2 separate regions of the Hordeum vulgare genome follow, and region 1 is linked to region 2. Evidence: chromatin contacts called from public Hi-C data. All regions are on one chromosome and are shown on one strand. The core of a region is the stretch at or near the end of the contact, and the rest is flanking DNA. Distances in the headings are between cores, read along the strand shown.

Region 1 (5,491 bases), core at 471-2,970, 500 kb after region 2:
TATAAGCCGCCCTCCCCCACTGGTAAAAGGGTTAGAAAAACATTGTACTCCATATTACACTCGGTAACAAGCTCCAAGAACACTGAGACGTAGGGCTATTACCTCCACCGTAGAGGGGACTGAACTCATACAACCTCGCCGTAGCTAGGACTCTGCCCATCTCATTCGTACCCTACACATCTACTGTCAGGCTTATACCCACGACAGGTAAAGTGTGCAACCTCTGCAGAGTGTCAAACCTATTCGAATAGCCGTGTCCACGGTAATGGACAACCCGACCAGACCTCTGTAAATGGTCAACCGTGTTGATGTTAGTAATGATGGAAGAACTCATCTGAGTACGTAACAGTTGTGCATCATGTCGGTGTAACAGTTGGGCATTGTGCCGGTGTTACAGTTGGGCATCGTGCCGGTGTAACAGTTGGGCATTGTGTCGGTGTTACAGTTGGGCATCTTGCCGGTGTAACAGTTGGGCATCGTGTCGGTGTTAAAGTTGGGCATCGTGCCAGTGATAAGTCCGGGTATCCATCCTGTGGATACTCGCTAAAGGATCTTGGTAAGATCACATGAGTTGGTATTACCCGAGTACGGTGAGAGTAGTCTGATATAGTTAGTTCTCTGTTACTCCTGTAGTAATAACAACCCTTTACTTAATCTTGACTGCTATGATGTTGTCTTGCCTTAATGCTGATGTTTGTTGTGAGCTTGCGAGTACATTCAAAGTACTCACCTGGCTTGTCATGCCAGTTTGCAGGTCATGCCACGATTGTTTGATTGCCGAGGATTCCGAGTTGCGAGCTACGATGCGCGTTATAGCCAGAGTCCCTACGGAGTGGAGTTCATCACACCGGTAGTTGCTCCGCTGCTAGCGTAGGATTTACCGTAGGCAGGTGTAATATCACCAAGGCGATGTAATCCATGTATCCTTGTAATGTTTTCCATAGTAATAACAAGCTGATTTGTTCTGTGCCAACGGTTTCGTATTCCAAAAGACTTGTCCTTGGGCTGGAATACGGGTTGTTCCGGTTTCCTCTGAGTCGGGGTGCCACAAACATCATCTTCTTCTCCACAACCTGTCGTCCGGCCTCTTGCACTGCATCCATTGTAATAGCCCGGAACCGAAGTTCGAGAAGATTCTCCTTTTATTCCATTGTCATCGTGTAATTTATTTGTTTGTGGCATTCATCATTGCATCTTGCGCATCATTCGCATTGCATCAGCACTCCGTTGACGTCAGTTTTCAAAACTTACATCCGTGTTAGTTGCGGGTTCTATGTGTTGTCATCGTTGTCCGTTTTGAGACCCACCGCACACGCCTCGCGGCTCATTGAAATCTTATTTTTAAAACTGTGTATAAAACTTTCTCGGATGGGGTTGAAATTTGGTGTGCGGTTTTGTTTTAGTGTAGGTAAGCCACCTACCAAATATCCTCACAATCGGAGTCCGTTTGATACATGAACGATCGAACGTAGCGGCACCGTCATCGGTTATTTTTTCGGACGTTTCGGTGTTGAAAAATCTTATCACGGGCCGCACTAACTCCATCTCATCTCAGTCCACAATCTTCCCCACACTATCCAACCAGCCCACCTAATCCTACTAGCCCTGGGTCGCAATCGGAGCCGTCCAATCGCGATCGCAGGCCTCGAAATGCCCCAAAAGTCCCCTCTCCTAGCCCTATCTATAAATAGACAGCCAACCCAATCATTTTTGGACCAAACCCTAGTCCTAGCCCTTCCCCTACCTCTGCCCCGCCGCATCATGTCACCCTTCCACCACGCAGCCGCCACCTGAACCAACCACAACCACCAGCTCCACCGAGCCATGATCTGCACCGCCCGTGGCCAGATCGACGAACAGGGCACTCTGAACCAGCCGACCAGCTACTCCCAACCGCGGCCTGCCGAGGCCCAGGCGTAGCCCACCCAGGCATGGTTCAGCCGCTGCAGCACGTTGCGCCTGCGTGCCCTGCCTCCCCGCCACCAGGCTCATCGTCGCCGTGTCGCGATCTCGGCAAGCAGCCTCCCCTCACGCTCCCCTGCACGTTATGCAGAGGCAACCCGCCGGCATAACTCTGTCGGGTCGAGCCCTGCGCTCCACCACTGCTCGCCGCACCTCACACGTAGCTTAGCCGCGACCTAATCCCCCCGCCGGCTACTCATGCTGTCACAGACCGCCAGCCTCGCCTTCCCTCGCCTCTGCCGCCCGGATCCGGCGAGATCCGAGGCCGACACCCCCGGATCGGCCTCCTCCGGCCACCTCCACTCGTTAGAGCCCCGCCCGAGAACTCACCGAGTCCCGCGGCCGCTGTGTATGGCCTGCTCGGGATCGAGCAGGCGAGGTCAACGTCCACAACCCCGACATGCGTGTGTGGGCTGCTCCGGATCGGCTCGGTCGCCTCTCGAAGCGCCACACCGAGCAGCCGCCCCAGCCGGCCCAGCCGGTCCTGTGCCTCGACCTTGGCCAAGCCCACTTGGTGAGCTGCCCCCTCCCCGTTGCCTATATGTCGCCGAAGGCGACATTTTTTATATTGCGCCTAGTTCTGTGTTGGCCTAGTTCAGTAAAATTTGGCCATGTATACTTTTTTTCTGCTCAGACGAATTTAGCTATTTGTCACGACATTTTGTATTTTCAGAAAAGTGCATATTTCTAAATTGTTAATGACTATTTAACCGTGCATTGGATGAAAATAAGTTATATATGTGAAATTTCCAGAATTTTGTGTAGATTGATAATATTCCGCCTTCACGCATGTTAAAAATATTTTGCATTGTTTTGTGTGATGCCATATTAAAATGATTTAATTCGTAGAAAATTAACCATGCATCGGATTAAAAAACTTCATACATGAAAAATGCTTAAAATTTTGTGTAGTTGCACAATATCCGACTCTCACATGTGTTTAAAATGTTTAACTTGTTTTAATTTAATTTGCACCAATGCCATGTTAGAGTGGTTTATCTCATAATTAATCAATCGTAGCTCTGATTAAAATGATCCACATATGAAACTTGGCTAGAAAAATGTGAAGATTAACATGGTAGCATTTATTTTTCCTATTTAACAACTCTAAAATTTTGTTTAGGAAGATATGTAGAAAATTCGAAATCACATATGGGGACTTTCTAGAATTGATATTTGTTGTTCCGGCCTCATTTAAACTTGCTTAGAATTTTAAGTACTTTCATAATATCTTGTGCATCCATGTTTTAACATATTGTGACTGTCATTTGCATACATTATGCGTTCATGCTATATCATCTTGTTCTTGCACATATCCTTTAAACCGTAACTTCGTTTTAGATGATTCATATATGTAAATCGACAAGAATAACATGTAGAATCACATGACTCACTTTATTTTGTTGTTTAATAAATATAAAATGTGATTAGTACAAATCTAGACAGAGTTTGAAATTGACACATGGGGTCATTTCGGAGATGCTATATGTTGTTTCCGACCTCACTTGAAATGCCTAGATAGTGTAGATTATTTATACTTCACCTCTTGTCATGTTTAAACAACATTTAATATTGATGAGTATCTAAACGGGAGTGAACTAAATATATGAACGTGGAGTTTCGACAATATGCAACTTGTTGCATATTAAGCTTCACTTAATGTGTAGTATTCGATTGTTGTGAGGTGCAATGCCTTGCATAATTAAACTGGACATGCATCATAAGTATTTGTGCATCATGTCATACATATGTTGTGGTGAATATCGTGTGTGTTGGAATGTGAGGATTCGTTCGACTATATTGGTTCATCTGCTTCATAGATTCGTTCTTCTTCCAAGCAGGATCACACGCAAGATGGTCATTTCCCTAGATACCATTACTACCATTGTCATGCTAGTTATCTCGTTTCTTTTACTATGTCTTGCTGTCTATCACTTAAATGTCAGCCTGCCAACATTGTTATGAAAAGCCTCTAACCCTGCAAAACCTAGCAGTCCCTAGTTTAGCTATGTTACCGCTTGCTCAGCCTTCTTACGTCGTTGCTAGTTGTAAGTGCAGTTTATTCCATGTGAAAACATGGGTTCCTTATTATATCATCACATTGTTGCTAATTAATTTAGTGCACCTATATATTGGATAGAAGGTGCAAGGCTTGGCCTTCTAGCCTGGTGTTTTGTTCCATCTTTACCGCCTTAGTTTTGGCTATGAGTGTTTTGTTCCATAATTGAGTGCTTCTAACATGCTTGGGGTTGTTATGGGGACCCCCTTGATTTTATTTTTGAGATAAAACTCTTCTGGCAAGCCCCAACATTTGTACTACATTTGCTTAATAACTAATGAACCGCCTAGGGAGTAGTTAACCCGTGGATAATTAAACAACCCTCGGGCAAGTGTTCCTAATGAGTGTTGGTCCAAACTAGAGCATTGTGCGGGTCCAACCCAAGGCAACTTGGGTGATTCGTATTAGGCACACGTACGCGTCGCTTATCTGTCGTGTCCTGAGAACGAGATACGTGGCTCCTATCGGGATCGTCGACACGTCGGGCGACCTTGCTGGATTTGTTTTAACTTTCTCGAACATCTTGTGCAAGGTATTTTGAGGATACTTTGGGCTATCTTGAGGTTGAGGTTTTCCACCAAGAATCCGAGGAGATCACGGGTTTTCCGATGCAGCGTGTGGTAGTTTATGATGGACTAGTTGGAGCACCCCGACAGGATTAAATCTTTCGGAAATCCGTGCCCACGGTTATGTGGCAACTTGGAAACTTTGTTTAACATCCGGTTCTAGATAACTTGAAGTAAATTTACTTAAAATATGCCAACTGTGTGTGTAACTGTGACTGTCTCTTCTCAGAGTTCTGCATCTGGAAGAGGACACAGTGGGGTTATGTTTGACGTAAGTAGGTGTTCTGGATCACTTCGTGATCATTATTAGTTCCCCTCTGATACACGTAGATTATCCCCCTTTTATTCTTGTACTTCTAAGTTAGCCACCCAAAAAAGCTTAGTTGCTTGTTGCAGACCACTTAACCATATCTCACCCATTAATCTTTGCTAGTCTTGATACTTTGAAAATGAGATTGCCGAGTCCCTCTGGCAGGTACAGGTAAAGCAATAATTTGACGTGAGCGCGATGATTGTGTTATTTGGAGTTTCCTCTTCTTCTTCTTCATCGATTTAGGATGGGTTCTAGGCTGACAGCCTCGGATAGCAAGGATGGACGTTGTTCTTTTATTGTTTGTTTTCGTCCATAGTCGGACCCTACCCTTCTACATGGTCATTGAATATATTGTTGTATTGTGTTGTTCATGATATACCTTATGGTGAGTGTAAGCCAATTCCATATACTTATATCTGCTATACATGTACATGTAATAATATCCATTCTTGCAAAATGACGAGATGCGGTTCTATACCTGTCGAGGCCCTCATGCCAAAATAAGGATATGATGGCATCTTGGGCGTTACAAATTGGCATCATAGTTGTACCGACCTGGGAGCTCCCTTGATTGATCAAACTTGGTCGAGT
Region 2 (5,236 bases), core at 2,220-4,719:
GTGATAACAAGTTTCTTGCGGCATTTTGGTTCACTTTGTGGAAGCAATTCAACACTGAATTAAAAATTTCCAGCACCAACCGCCCACAAACATATGGTAAGACGAAAGAGGTGAACAAATGTTTGGGTAATCTGATACGTTGCATGTGGAGAAAGAAAGGGAAAATGGAATTTGGTTTTCTCTCTTTCCGAGTTCTGCAATAACGTAAGGCATAGATCCACATGAAGGAGTCTTTTCTCCATTGTCTACACTGAAGTTTCAAGACATGTGGTGGACCTCATGAAGCTACCATCACGGGGAAACCTAAAATCAGCATTGTCTTTTGCTGATAACTATACTGAACTATTTGAAGATTGTAGGGTTTTGGAAGAACATAATCAAAAGTAGAAACAGTTTCCTCACTGCAAAAGGAGGACAAAATCATTCGAAGTTGGTGATAGTATACCTCCGGAAAGAAAGACTGCCTTTAGGTGTTAAAGGGAAGCATAGGGACGAAAGTATGGGCCCTTTTCTATTCCGAGGAAGATAAATAATAATGCTTATGCAATCGATCTTCCAAGCAAGATGGGTATATCTATCACATTCAATGTTGTAGACTTGATTCTCTACCACCCAGAGCAAGCCCTTTATGAAGACAACTCGAAGTTGGTTTCCCAACAACCACGGGAGAATGATGAGGAACATTAGAGAAAATTAGAGAGAGAAAAACAGAACTCAAAACCGTTTGACTTCTACATACTTCTACTCTAGTGTAGATAAGCTGGTCCATAAGTTATTGCTTGTTGTATTAATTTTCTTATCCTATAGATAATGTTTCTGGAGTCTTCTAGCTATGAGTAGAGGCTGAACCTTAAGTAAGTAATGTATTCTAGAGTCTTCTATCTAGAAGTAGAAGTTGAGATGTGAAAGCTTCCCAAAGCCCTATAAATAGAGGTCTTCACCATAGAATCGTGGCACGCGGGACGAAAAGGGCTTTGCTCACCTCCTCTCTAGGGTTAACAAAGTTGAACACAAACTTAGAGAGCTTTGCTCCTTTATCTACCCAATGGGATATCCCCAAGTGGGTTCAAGGCCTCCCACTTGTGGAGAAACTCTATTTGGATTTCAAGACCTCCCTTGTGGAGAAGATTCCTTTATGAATTCAAGACCCTCATGGAGACGAGCTATCGGTTTCCATCTTCCTTTGTGGTGTTTGGATCAAGAAGTACCTCCTATGTTAACTTTTGGTTATGAGAACTGTGTTTGGTTGTGAATCTTGTCCTTATTGAGCGTTTTCCTCTTGTTTGCTTTTATTCTTCCCCACATCCATCTCTATTCGTGAAGATCGGTCACCCCTACGGTTTGCTTGTTTGCTTGGGTCTACGCTCTCATAAGCACGCCACGTATGTCGGTTTCACTTGCATCACATTCAATCCCAAAAGTATTCACAAAATCCGGTAGAACACAAGTTGTTGTATATGTTTTCTTATCCGATCGATAATGTTTCTAGAGTCTTCTAGCTATGAGTAGAGGTTGAACCTTAAGTAATGTTTTCCAGAATCTTCTAGTTGTAAGTAGAAGTTAAGATGTGAAGGCTTGTTAAAGCCCTATTTATAGAGGTCCTGATCTCTAGTTTGTAACCAATCTATATACCCATTACCTATAATAGAACTTGGTGTTTTAATCTGAGGTCTTGGACTAGGTCTTGTGTTTAAGGAGTTTTGGACTGCACTCATGCTACCATATTGGCTTATATTTGCTTCTAGCGCGATATCTGACGCAACACGTTGAAATAGCTCCTTCAACACTAGTGATGTACACTTTGTAGCGTTCAAGTGGAGTTGTTCCTCCACAACCTTGTGCCGATTCAGTAAAGTTATTTAAGCTAGCAATCATTGAGGAAACGGCATAATCTCCTCACCATGTAGCGGTGAAACATTGCTATTGTCCTCGTCGCGGTAGAGCATTTTAAGTCCCCAATAGACGACCTAATGGCCTAGCCGGACATCTCGCATCTCATCGAGGAAAGTGGCCTTGTCCAACCACCAATGGTATCCAATAGAGGGGGAGACCAGAAACGTCACACAATTGTCCGATGAGTGAACATTGCTCATCCAAACTGCGCGACTAATCCAAGCAGCCAAGGTGCACCCCTCGGCTATCGTCTCGATAGCCGGCAACTAGAAATAACCATAAAAATCCGTGGCTAAGGCTTCCATAATCAATACATGGAATACGATAATGTAGTCATTGCCTTGCATATGTACACCCCTAGCCCATCTCCACAACATGTAGATAGTGGAAATATGCGACATTTTAAGTGCCCTGTAAGATTAATTTTGTAATACTGAAGTGGTTGCTTCTTTCCTTGATGAGTCGTGTACTGTAAACAATATCCTGGCATAATTATATGCATTAATAAATTGACCATTTGTTAAGTAATATGTATACATCATTTTCATCTGACTTAGGGCCATGGTTATTTCCCCATTTCAGGACTGGGTTTCACAGAGTGCAACACAGATAGCTACTCAACTATGTGGGTTCGTGACCATTGTTGCAGGGACTTTTCTACTTCACAAGACTAACACCAGCAGCACAGATAGACATGTGGAGAGGGCACCAACACCTCCGCCACCACCGCCACCTGATCAAATTCGTGTGCAGGGATGAAGCCTGCTTCCAAGTTACCTAACTTCAGCTCCACGTCTAACAAGTACCAAATGTACCAAAACTTTGAGACAACAAGCACATGCAATCTGATTGAATATTATATTGGTCTAGTAGTAGCATATAGTTGTGTTATGTTTTCCTTTTACCTGTATAGTTGAAGTGTATAAATATAGAGTATCCACTACACATGACTTTCTTTTTGAAAATTCCACTACACATGACTTTAAATTATGCAGATGGCTAAATAACCTTTGTTTTCTACAGCTTTACTAATCTTCTGTTTCTGTTTTTTTGTTGTTGTATAGCTGAGGTCTCTCCACAAGTTTTTGCTATTTTTTAGAGGAACAAAATCTTGCTCACATATCTTAAGGAAAAAAATAAATCTTGCTCCAAGTTTATTTGACCTATTTTAGAATAATAGGACGCCAAAACCCAAACAACTTATGAACATACTTTATGAATGATCCGTAAAGGGGCAAAAAGAAAATGCAACGAGAACTTAGGTGAACATTTTGAAAATGATGGTTTTCATGCACTGTCTACAAATATGTTTGTATGTATCGTGTCTGTAGTTGTCTTGTATTTTCTAATGACACAAAACTATGATCGGTGTCCATGTCTTTTTGGTGATACGTAAGCCGTTTACTTGCGTAGGTGAACTGAGTTTAGGATTATTTCTTTGACACCTAAGAGCAACTCCAACGCGTGCGTGTCCGTTTGGTCGCGGCGGACAGAAAAGTCGTCTCAACACACCGACTTAAATGGACGCACGCTTGTCTGTCAACCCATTTTTCAGTCTGATTTGCGTTGGCGTTTGTATTGGCGTGGACATGAGACGGGCACACACATCGCACGCGAACTACCCCTTGGCCAGCCAGTCGGTGGTAAAGCCTCCATAATTTCCCTTCACTTTCTCAAAACCTTCTCGTCGACGCGCGCTTCCGGCCGCTCGCCATGGATGACGATCTTGATGCCACCGTCGGCCTCGCCTTGTTCGGCATCACGACCGCACCCTCTTGCGTTCCGGCCGCTCGCCATGGACGACGATCTTGATGCCACCGTCGGCCTCGCCTTGTTCGGCATCACGACCGCACCCTCCTGCAAAGGCAAGCCTCGCGCCTGTCGGAATCAGGGCTTCACCGATCCGAGGAAAGGTTCGAACACTTGGGTGCGCTCGCTCTTCTATCCTGTTCTACCTCATGGCTTCATGGTGACTCTACGGTAGCGCGAGCTAAGGCGACGAGCTAGGACGCGCGAGAGTTTATCCAGGTTCGGGCCACCTTGCGGTGTAAAACCCTACTCCTGCTTGTGTTGGGATTGCCTGAGGTGGAAGACAGGTAGAAAGGTGGGTTCTTGCCCTACCCAGGGACGAGGTTGGATCCCCTTCTACGGAGGCCGGGCCTCTCCTATATATGGGCCTTGGTCCTCTTCCTCCGAAAACATTGGCGGGAAGGGTTGCCACAACGACCATTTTTGAAAGGGGACATGACTGCAGTCCGCCCTGACAAATATGGTCTTGGTGTGCAAAAGCTTCTTGTCATGACGCCCTGGTGGGCTTGGGGATGACCTCCATCCCGCGGAGCCTCCATCTTTAGTCTCCTTGCATCGAACGGGAAACCCTTGTGGGTCGCTATGGGGTGCATGCCAGCTGTCCCACCTTGCTTAGGAGGGAAGGGGAAACTCTCCTCGTACACAATCGCTAGCACTGCTCATGCGCCGCGTAGGCGGCCTGCCTCATCCACGTGAAGGAGCCGGGTCGTGGGACCTGGCCAAGTCGCCTTCGATGGGCTCACTCCACGGGGGCCTCAGGGGAAAACTTCGCGATGGGCGCCCTCCCGAGGCCCTTCACGACGACCTTCAAACGCTCACCTCGCGAGGCATGGCCCCTCACGAATGGTTCTCCTTACTGGGCTCGCCCCGCCGCGTCACGTCCGGGGCCGTAGGCCGACGGACCTGGGTACCCCCGGTCTCAGGGGCCCGACAGTAGCCCTCGGGCCCGCGTCGGGCATGACTCCTCCCAACGGGAGGGGCGAGGTGACGTGGGCCCCAACCGCCTATGGGTGAGGCTCGGCGCGCAGCGTTCGACACTACATGGGGCCCTTCCTTCCCGCGGCGCTTCGAGAATCGCCTCATGCGGGTAGGGGCAGATCATCTGTGCTGTGTGTGCCGTCGTTGCTCCCGATTGACGCCATTCATTCACGTCGTTTTTCCCGCGAAGACAGCCAGTTGGGGGAACGAGGCGACACAAGACGGAACCGCCCATAGGCCAACCGCGGCATGTGGCGCACGATGGGCACGTCGCCGCTACTCCCACGACGCCCCGGGTGCCGTGATCATGGCTATAAGACGACCACCCCCGGGGCGCGCCACCACATTGCTTCTTCCTTCTTCCTGTCCCCGTCCCGCTCTTCCACCCCTGTGCGAACGCCGCCTCCTTTCTTCCCCTTCTCGTTCAATGGCGACTAGAAGGGGCACCCCTGGCGACGAGGTGCACACGACATCTTTAGGGTCGCGGCTGGCCGCACCGTGATGGCGTAGGTCTGCCAGCGACGAGTAAGTACACCGCCACTGTTGCTTCTTCTCG

Evidence for each region. A called contact is a pair of places that touch in the nucleus more often than the background predicts.
Region 1: a contact with region 2 is called in a Hi-C map of leaf, with 4 times the contacts expected there. The contact joins two enhancer-like sites. A contact is called at or near these places in 2 of 6 Hi-C or Micro-C datasets (leaf and seedling) and 1 of 1 datasets of contacts at active chromatin or transcription factors (embryo).

Annotation. Positions count from the first base shown.
Region 1 is chr6H:229,786,906-229,792,396 of MorexV3_pseudomolecules_assembly, forward strand. No RefSeq gene overlaps it. Among protein-coding and RNA genes, the nearest start is that of LOC123402722, 240 kb to the right of the region's middle. Within about 2 kb of position 1,721, at least 3 of the 3 cell types and tissues checked have open chromatin away from gene starts, as enhancers often do. A contact at or near this core is called in leaf, where this site is marked.
Region 2 is chr6H:229,281,537-229,286,772 of MorexV3_pseudomolecules_assembly, forward strand. LOC123406217 (probable magnesium transporter NIPA1) reads left to right here. Exons shown (of 11, transcript XM_045099703.1): 11 at 2,476-2,921. The coding sequence ends at 2,652. Among protein-coding and RNA genes, the nearest start is that of TRNAW-CCA, 27 kb to the left of the region's middle. Within about 2 kb of position 3,470, at least 1 of the 3 cell types and tissues checked has open chromatin away from gene starts, as enhancers often do. A contact at or near this core is called in leaf, where this site is marked.